Linked DNA regions of Gasterosteus aculeatus: region 1 is linked to region 2. A link is a contact called in public Hi-C data. All regions are on one chromosome and are shown on one strand. The core of a region is the stretch at or near the end of the contact, and the rest is flanking DNA. Distances in the headings are between cores, read along the strand shown. Region 1 has its middle 5.1 kb from the start of septin7a. Region 2 holds the start of ngly1 (N-glycanase 1).

Evidence for each region. Hi-C and Micro-C count contacts between places; a contact is called where the count stands out from the background.
Region 1: a contact with region 2 is called in a Hi-C map of whole body, with 2.8 times the contacts expected there. The contact joins the enhancer-like site here to the promoter of ngly1 in region 2. A contact is called at or near these places in 4 of 6 Hi-C or Micro-C datasets (skeletal muscle, tail fin and whole body).

Annotation. Positions count from the first base shown.
Region 1 is chr10:14,839,931-14,845,128 of fGasAcu3.hap1.1, reverse strand. No RefSeq gene overlaps it. Among protein-coding and RNA genes, the nearest start is that of septin7a, 5.1 kb to the left of the region's middle. Within about 2 kb of position 1,993, at least 9 of the 9 cell types and tissues checked have open chromatin away from gene starts, as enhancers often do.
Region 2 is chr10:14,804,019-14,809,001 of fGasAcu3.hap1.1, reverse strand. It overlaps ngly1 (N-glycanase 1), which reads left to right and starts at 3,082. Exons shown (of 12, transcript XM_040187964.2): 1 at 3,082-3,380; 2 at 3,789-3,903; 3 at 3,981-4,220; 4 at 4,718-4,880. The coding sequence starts at 3,082. oxsm (3-oxoacyl-ACP synthase, mitochondrial) reads right to left here and starts at 3,228. Exons shown (of 2, transcript XM_040187968.2): 1 at 1,853-3,228; 2 at 1,135-1,676. The coding sequence starts at 2,844. The coding sequence ends at 1,274.

The DNA.
Region 1 (5,198 bases), core at 744-3,243, 37 kb before region 2:
AGATCAAATTTTGTGATTTATATGATTGGCATGAACTCATGTGTAGGAGGCCCTTGAGTCTAAAGTCAACTTGCAACCTATTTCAATACACACACATTGCGATTTACTTAAGCTGCCCGCATTGAACCGTGAAAAGTGTATTCTCTGCAGAGAGCAAACAATGTCAAACTGAAGAGGCCAGCTACATTCAGTGAAAGATAACTATATTTAGTCGACCACGAGCGAATGCTGAAGAGAGATGCTGCACTTTGTCGTTGCAGTGCATGCTTTTGTTATACACAGCGATGTAGAGACAAGGGCCGATCTAAATTAGACCTGTGGCGTGATCACAGACACGCAAACCTGAAACCCGGCGCGCACAGAAGCCTCCCAATGCATCTAGTGAACGGAGAATAACGTCGATGCCCGTAGCAATAATTAGGCTGAACTACATCACACCAACACTAGAACGGACATGGCGCGGACTCACGCAGAGCTCTGTCATTACAGCGATCCCACCATCTGACACTCTCTCCCCGTCTGGCTGGCTGATTGCCCCGACCTGCCCCTCTGTGCTATGTCATTGCCTGTGTGCAAACAGCACGCCACTTGGCTCCGACTGCAAGACGCCACCGGTTTCATCCACCGATGAGCCTGTGCATGACCAGGTCAACTACCGCAACTGCAGGATAGTGAGGGTTTGTTGTGCATAGGGATTAGATAGTAATATTAGTCAGATGCCAGGGGGCTCTCTGCCTTTGATCAGAGATGAAGTGAAACGTACGACCCACCAGCAAGGATTTCTGATGATCTAGAAAAGTAGCAGACATCACATCAGTAAAGTTACTATGGAGCGACCTGTTTTACCACCTGGGAGGAGAACACTGACTTCTAGAGCTCATCCATCTTTCATTATCACGCTCTCTGCTAGTATAGCGTTTCTTCAAATAAATTAAGTAATATGTATGTATATAGATCATGAGTTTTATTGCAGAGTTTACGCCTCCCTCGTAACGAGCTTCTTTGAGCGGCTCCTGACAGAAATAACAGGAAATGCCAGGCTGACGTAAGTTATGTTAACTTAACGTTAGGCGTCGTTAAAATGTCGACGTTATTCCACGGGCTCCTCGCCAAACCCCATTCATAAATCTAGAGATGTTACAACGCGAGATGATTTAATTTAAACTCTGTGTAACAAATAAATAGGAAAAACAAACAAAAAAACCCCGACGCACTCGTTAAGAGACACTTATATAATCCGCATCCGTGGGGAGCAGAAGGTTATAACTCACGTTACGACTGGAACGTTAATCGGATTGTAGCGTGGAGTTAGGAGTGACATTTCCCCCCCGCCGGGAGGGCTAGGCTAACGTTAAGCTAACGTTACACACAGAATGGGACGCAGGCGGGGTTTTATGGCCAAGCGTTTTGATCTGGCTAGAACTAAAACTTTAGGCTAAACTACTTTTTCAAAAAACTTCTCGTTGGACTTTGGGGTCAGCTTCACAGAGGAAAAAGAAGGTAAAACTGAGTGAAACTCACCCATTAGTCCGACGTCCGTTTCGCCAACCGATGTTTCTCTGCCCGACATCGCGTCTCTTAAACTCTGCACTCAACTCCGTCAGTAAAGTAGTGGTGGTTGAACCCAGAGCGTTTAAAAGAGAGTTACGTCACTTCCGTTCACTCCGACGGCGGACAATGGCGGCTCACGGAGCCTCTCGATGGTTCCCGGAAGTTTGCGGCGTTCCTGGTGGACTTTTATGAGGCGTGTAAAGAAAAGAGATTATATTGTATATTTAACAACGGCTTAAAAATAACATGTGCACTGAAGCATGTTAATGAATTCCCCTCTAAATGTGTAGATTAAGAGAATGTTAACACATAACAGATTGGGGGAAGTTAACTATTAGAATCAATTATCATATTTGAGACATGTAAGAGGCATTGTAACAAGGTTGATAGTAAGCAATTATCAAACCTTTGTGTGACTGGAAACATTAGGGGTGTTTCAAATAAGAGGGAAACAAGGAAACATGTTAACTGCATCACACTGCGGTGATGCGCCGTGTTGCACGGTAAGTACCTGTGAACATTTTACATACGTATTTACATTTATACGTCTATACAATTTCTATATAACTATTTTAAAGTACCATTCCTGTCTCCGTTTGTACAGATTTCTACCCAAAACAAATTAAATCAAATTAAACTTGCAAATCACGTGACAATCGAGCTAGTTGACGCGACTCTCTCTTTTAACGGCTCTGGTTGGACCTTCTTGCGGTCGCAGGATTCGTACACTAAAAGACGTAATGACGTAATTGAGGCGACAACAACAAAGCGAAATGCTTAAACTAATCTTGGAGAATGCCTTGCAAGATTTGCGTAGAACCAAATGTTACATACATTTACAAAGTGTGTCAATTATGTAATAAAATATAAAATCAATGCGGGGTTGAAAATAACTCCTCAAGAAACTCCTCAAGAATCATGCTAAAGATATGCATAACCTAACACTAACATTATTAACTCGGACCAACGTTTGCACATATTAGTCTCTCTCTCTCTCTCTCTCTCTCTCTCTCTCTTTTGATAAATTGAGCAACAGTGTCATCTAGTGAATATTTACATTACATGCAACTACAATTCATTTTGGAACCGCCCTGGTTTTGGTTACATTTAAATGAGTTTGTAAAAAAGAAAAAAGGGGGAAAAATGTCAAAAAGACACTGTATATAGCTTTGTTTTGGAGGTGAAAATGGTTTAATACACTGTGCAGAGAAGCTTTACTGTCCAGAAGACAGATTTGATCAACTGTCCAATAGCTGTGTGAAGTTAGTGACATTATTCCATCGCTTGTTTATGGAAGGTTGCAAATGTTTTCAGAAAGAAAAAAAACTCCCAAACGTAGTGAGAGAATCCAAATAAAACCACAAGAATGTAGATAGAGGAATGACTGGAACTGGGCTTCATAATAGAAAAAAAACATCAATTATATCAAATGCAGTACAAGATATAACAATAACTAACAATCAGAGGTGTTAACGAACAAAGTGTTAAGGAAAGAAAGAGAGAGAGAGAGACACCACACAGAGTTCTGCACTGCATTCTGGGAGTTTTCTGTTTCTATCAAAGAGCAGAGCAGACATGAACCCTCCTACGCAAGGCAGCGGTGAAGAATCTAAATGAAACGGAGGGCCGTGCGCCTGTCACATTCCCTCATAGGAATGATGCACGCGAGGCTTTACATGCGCCATCTGTGCCATCTGTGGGGCTCACTGTCATTGTGTGTACAAGCGAGGAGGACGTCGTGTTGCTCGGGAAGATGACGGAGTTGTTGAAGTTGCTCAAAGACTGTAAACTGTATATTTACACTGAGACGACACGGCAATTTGATTTGCTTGATTATTGTTCTTCACGGTTGCATAGTGATCATGAAAGGACATATTTGCCTCTATTTTGTTAATGGAGCTTGTTATCATCTTCAAATAGACAGATAACAGATAAATATGGAAAATAGATGTGTTGATTTTTACTTTTTATTGTGTTGTAGGACACGTTTTACCATTTGTCTCTTTGCTGGTCGTCATCATGACTCGGCCCCAGATCATATGTCATTTTGGTGTGATTTCCATTTGTATCGCTTTGTGGTGTCAATCAAAACCTGATCTTTATCATTACGTCTTATGGTGGTGCCATATAGGCGGTACGGCGCCTGCGTTGCATATCACAGTTACACCGAATAAAGAGGCTGCTAAAGGCATCATGTAAGATTCATCACTAGGAGTGTGTGGTTTTTGATAATAACACAGAAATAGCTGATATTTGCAGGGAGAATGCACTTAGGTTCCTCCTCCTGCGGCAGCATGGTCCTGTCAGAGCGACATGTTATTGGATTGGGACGAGGTTGCTGAGTCATTGCTGTGTAAGCAGCACTTTAATGTTGCTGGTTAATGTGGAACTATATATGTTTGCGTTGAATTTCATATATTTTGTAGGTATGATCGTGATCTTTAAAGTTATAAACTACAGACAAATGTTGTGGGGTAAAGATGTAGAGTGTAATGATAATGGAGTGTAAGTATATCTTTACTTAAGTAAATGTGCTGTGTTTGTGTCTTCTGATAGAGTCCACTGATGCTGCTTGGTCCTCAAGTAATGGCATATTTCACACACAAGGTGTCAGTGTAATACAGCGACAGCGAGCCCCATCCTCTCACATTTTCTGAATAATGATGCGGTTTCACAAGAAAACCCTGCTTGATCACTATGCTGAGACGCCCATAATCTGAGTGCTGAAGAATCCCAGTGAATGGAAATGTTTAGTGAATGGAGCGACCGCCGTGACGGAGCAGCATGAGCTTTAACACCAGCGCTGAGACGAGGCGACTGCAACGAAGCCATCTGCGGTCCAAATGGTTCCTTTTTCATGGATCTAATTTCAAACCCAAGGCGTCTGTGCGACCATTCAAATTCCCTCATTCGGGGAAGGTGATTTGCTTTCTCTCATGTTCAGGGTGTCATTTGGCACAGATGGAGGGGCAGCGTGCACCTGCCCGCCCCAAAGGATTCGGCCTGAGCAGAATGCTGCATTCATTTCCTCCGATGAATCATTTGGCATAAAAGCAAATGGCACCGTCCCTCATGTGCGCTCATCAACGCAGTTCGTCTCCGTCCGGCAGCAAACAATTGTCCCCTTCTGCCATTTCAGTGTGGGTTTGCCCAGTGCTCATTTCATCATCTCTGTATCTATTTGCCGTCCTTTCGCAGCAGGGGGGGGAGGAAGCCTGTGCACATACGCGCTGTCACACATGGGGCAACCTGGGCAGTATTGTTGGAGATAATGACTGGAGCTGATGGAGGAGCTGCCTGTCATCTAGAGCAGCAGCTCATTAATGAGGAGGAAGAGCGTGGGCTCTTCCTCCTAACGCGGACCAAAGCAAGCTGGAGGCCTGCAGCAGCCCAACGGTCCTCTCCCCTTTTTTAAAAAGACATTTAAATATATATTAGCTGGAGAGAAAAGGCAGCAGGGCTTCATGTTTCATCCATTTATTTGGCACGCGGTCGGGCTACTGGACCAAAGAAAAGGATTCTTAAAAATGAATCAATCGAAAAAGATCTGAGTTGATGGAAAAATCATCATAACAGTTTTTGGAAATAATTAAATGAATAAATTGCATCAGTGGAGCTCTTTAAACAAAAGGTTTTATGTCAAAGGA
Region 2 (4,983 bases), core at 1,833-4,332:
AAAATCCAAATACCTAAAATGAGACGTGTCTCGTGCAAAGTATAAACACACATTCATTCTCCACCACGGCCCCTCGGTGTCCCTCCATAGACGACATACGTCCCTCCCAGGAGGCCAGGCGCTAACGATGTGTTTCCTCGCTAAAGGAGGAGAATCACTGTTGTTCAGTCTTTGAACACAAGCAACCAGGAAGCATCATGTCCTTTTCCCTTCGGGGATTGTTTACACCATTTGATATATAATGGTACTATTTGACCTCTTTTTCCCCTCTACTCTGGTCACCCATTGCTGTTTTCACAAGTTGCGAGTCGTTAAATTGAAATGAACGGCCGAATTCAAAAGGACGACGGCACAGAGTCAGAGGCCTTGGTTTTGAAAGTGCCTCGATAAGGGATCACAAAAGACACCACTGTTAGATCGCGCCTCCATTAAAGACGTTATTAAAGTCAGCTGCACGCACCAAAAGCTCCACTTATTTCATAATTGTAACAAATTGGCCAATCTTTGGGGGGGGCTTGGTTCCTGTTTAAAGAAAACAGCTTGGATGTAGGAAGCAAACAAGAGGCAATTATCATACATTATCTTCTATGATTATTCATAACAACCTCTTCAATAGGATGATTTGCTCTCTGCGTACTCTAATGGATCCAAAAGGCCTTTTGTGTTTCTCTCTGGCTGCTTCTCTTCAGAGCTCTTGAATATTGTATAAAAGCTTCAGGGTCCTCAGAGGAAGACCTCACTCAGTTAGTGCTGCTTGTAAATGTTGTGATGTTTATTTTTCTGTTGTTCGAGTGTCTACTGAATGTCTGACTGCTTTGGAAATGTTCATAGGAGCAACGTGCACCACCTGCTGGACTAAAGAGACGGCCGCTCTCAGGGCTGAGCTCTGTTTCTATTGGATCAGATGGGGAAGAGGACATTTACTAAAGAACGGAACATAAGCTACATTTTCCGTTCTTTTGTTAGCTACTTAGGAATATTTTTACTGCACGACAAGTGCAATTTTCATTATTTCAGAAGATTCAACATAAAAATACACATGATAGTTCCTAAAAAGGCTAATAATTAAATAATAAATAATTAAAAAGGCTTATTCACAAAGTCACCTAAATACATTTTACTCACAATTATACATTTTAAACAAGGATTCAATGCTTTTATTCTGTCACTGACATTTTCCTTGAATCAGTTCATGAGAACGCACAAACCAACTAGCAGAAGAAGCGATGATGCTCATGGAAACTCCATGACGCCACAATAAACAATTGTGTCATCAGATGCTGCTGATGCACAGCGACGCGTTGGTGCCGCCGAATCCGAACGAGTTGGTGAGGGCGACGCGCCGGCCCCGAGCGTCCCACGGCTGTGCCGCGCGGGGGACGTAGTTCAAGTCGAATTCCGGCTCGGTCCGGTCCAGGTTGAGGGTCGGGGGCAGGACCCCGTGGTAGCAGGCCAGGGCGGTGAAGGCTGCCTCCAGGGCCCCCGCGGCCCCGAGCAGGTGTCCGGTGGCCCCCTTGGTGGAGGAGACGGCCAGGTTCTGGGCCGCATGCCGGAAGAGCCTCTTGATGGCGGCGTTTTCCGCCGCGTCTCCCAAGGGCGTGGAGGTGGCGTGAGCGTTCACGTACGTCACGTCAGCCGGCGAGACGCCGGCATCTCTGAGGGCCGCAGACATGCATCTGAAAAAGACAGTGGGACAAGTTCAACTCACGGGTGTTTCTCCAAGCTCCAATGAATTAACTTATAACCTTCAGGATCACATTCTATAAACTGTGAATGGCATCATGTGGTGAAAATACCAAATATCCCATTTTTTGCCTCTTTCAGGTCGTTCTTTTAGACTAAGACGAGTCACCTGAATGCTCCATCTCCATCCGCAGTGGGTGCAGTGATGTGACTGGCATCTCCAGAGAGCCCATAACCCAGGATCTCCGCGTAGATCCTGGCCCCTCGTTTTACCGCGTGGTCACGCTCCTCCAGGAGGAGCACCGCCGCGCCTTCGCCCATCACGAATCCCTCTCGCTCCGGGTGAAAGGGCCTCGACGCCTGGGCGGGGTCGTCGTTCCATTTGGTGGCGAGGGCCCGGGCCCTGGCGAAGCCGGCGACCGACAGAGGCCCCACGCAGGATTCTGTTCCCCCCGAGAGCATAGCGGCCGCATCGCCGTGGGCGATGAACCTGGCGGCATCGCCTACGGCGTGGGCACCCGTGGTGCACGCCGTGGACACCGCGTGGTTGGGACCCTTCAGTTTGTGTCTGATGCTTATGTGCCCAGCAGCCATGTTGACAAGGATGCGCGGCACGAAGAAGGGACTGACTTTTTTGTAGCCCTTCTCTCGGAAGGCCGCCGAGGTGCGAGCGATTTCATCCAGGGACACCATGCCCATGCCGACGGCCACCCCGGTGTTGACTTGTTCCTCCGGGGTTTCGGGGTGCCAGCCCGAGTCCTCCAGGGCCAGCTGAGCAGCTCCGAGAGCCATCACGGTGGCGGAGGACATGCTGCCGATCTCCCCACGGGACGCGAACCGCTCCTCCTCAAACTGGCCGTGGTCGTTTCCTCTGGGCACCAGCGCCGCCACTTTGCAGGGGATGGACTTGTAGTCCTCAGAGGGAAGAGCAACGATCCCACTGTGTCCTTTAATGAGGCGGTCCCAGGTTAGGACAGTCCCTGTGCCCAGAGGACACACTAACCCTATCCCAGTTATAACAACCCTCCTTTTGTGCTTTGCAGAGCTGCAGTGTCTGGAGTCTTGGTTTGGACAAACACAGACGGCCTTTTGAAGAAATGTCCTCACGTTGTGTGTCCTCAGCTGGAGCATAGTGCAGCAGGAGAGCGATAGAGCCCACATGCCGTTATGTCTGACGTTATAACTGTACTCACCTTGATTGTAGCTCCGGAATTAAGCGTGTTACTTACTGGACCGAGGATTGTTTGCAAATTGATTAAACTCATCACATTCACGAAACAAAACAAACAAACATCCTTGGACGGGTCTGTTGCGAGTCTTAGGTAGCACTTTCGAACGCCGGATTAAAGTCTAAACGTCGTTGTTAAAAATAGGACAAACCAATTGACCAGGAAAACGATGATTTATTGTATGACTTTAAAAAAGACTTCTCAAATTAAAAAAAAAAGTTATGCCCGTTACTTAGCGCGACAAACTTCTACTCAGGCGATTACGGGTCACCTAAAAACAGACCCGAAAACACCCACTAGCCAAAATTGCAACTTTAGCTTCAGCGCTAGTGAAAGACTTGAACCAGTTTGTTCAGGAAATACCACCATGGTTTTGTCACCAGCAGTGACGACGCTGTGTGAGAATTCAAATGAAGTCTTTCTAGACGTTGCGAAGTTGTTGCTTACATATGCTGATAACATTTTACGGTAAGGTTGTGAACGTATAACAACGCAACACACCAGCGACGTGATGATGTGTGTGTTTTTTTTCCTTCTTTTTGTACACTAATCGTTAACAACCGTGCCAACGTTAGCCCAACCGCCGGGTACAGCTAACCTAGCTTAGCCCCGCTATATGCGTTATAAAGTGTTTTGTCTTTGTCAACACACGCACAAGGTAAAATTCTGAAATGATTAAAGGATCAATCGCCATGGGTGCTCGTTGGGCAATTCTTCCACCGCCCTGAAGTCACCATGTCATGTTTCTTGGGTGTAATCAGATTTCTACCTATTTGTGTGATTGTAAAGCAGAGAACCCGTCAATAGGTGGCATATATGAACACGTCAGGCATCAGGAACACTTCTACTTACTCGTTTCATGTCGCCCCCCAACAGGTCTCCCAATGAGGAAAAGTACAGGTCGATCCGCATAGGCAATCCCACATTCTCCACCAAGCTGCTGCCCGTCAAAGGTGCTGTGGAATGTCTTTTTGAGATGGGATTTGAGGAGGTAATTGACAAGTATTAGTTCATCCCTCATCGGCCCAACTGTGTGTAAATCCTATGACCTCTTGCACCTCTTTACAGGCTGAAACCCACCTGGTGTTCCCCAAGTCTGCATCGGTAGAACAGCTGAAGCTCATCAGGGACTCCGTGGCAGCAGAGCGGGATCAGAGACTGTGTGGGGGACAGCCCGTCCAACCTATCGCTCAGGCCGTTGCACCCTTGGCCTCGACCTCGGTCTCGACCCCGTCCCCGGCGCCAGAGAGCTCTGCTGCTGCCTCCAGCCAGCCAGTTACACCACCTCCATCAGAGCCTTCATCTTTGGTAAAGATGTATTCTTCCCTCGTTTAGAGTATGTGTGTTACACGCTGTAAAATCACTGTGACACTAAAGACCCCTCGACTCACTTTGTTCTCTTCTAAAGACAAATTAAAGATGAAGAAACCTTATGACGTTCATCTAATCTAATGCCAATTTTTCCATATGATGAGGGTTTCATTGACAGCGTTTTAGAGTATCTCAAAGCCCTGGTTTGTGTGTACTACACCTTTTATAATATGGCCATGTTAGACAATTGGAGAGTGGTTGGAATGTTCTCTATTTCTTTATCTTAAATTGGTGATTTCCCAGTTCAGGTATTGGTGGCTACAGTGATTATTAAAGACGAAAGATTCAGGGTTTTAAATTAGACAACATCATCTTAAATTCTCAACTCTTTGGACCTTTACAATATTAATACGGTTTCTATTATTTTGAGATATTGGAGGGCATTGTGTAACAGTTGTATAATCTTGGTGTTTATTTTCTTGTCTTTCCATCAGGAGAACAGTATGAGTTTTTTCCTGTCCCTCCAGTCAAACTTCCAACATGTGATGATTTATGAAAACCCTGAGCTGCAGCAGAAAGCCAGGAGCCACATCCCTCACCAGCAGCTGTGCTCTGCTGCTGAACAGAAGCTGACGGAGGCGAAGGAGGTTGATCCAGGTGAAGTCCCCGTAGTCAGTCAGGACAATCGGTTGTATGTTGAACCGTATGCAAATAAAGATATGCATTAAATGGTGATTCGAGGGAACCACCTGACTTGCTT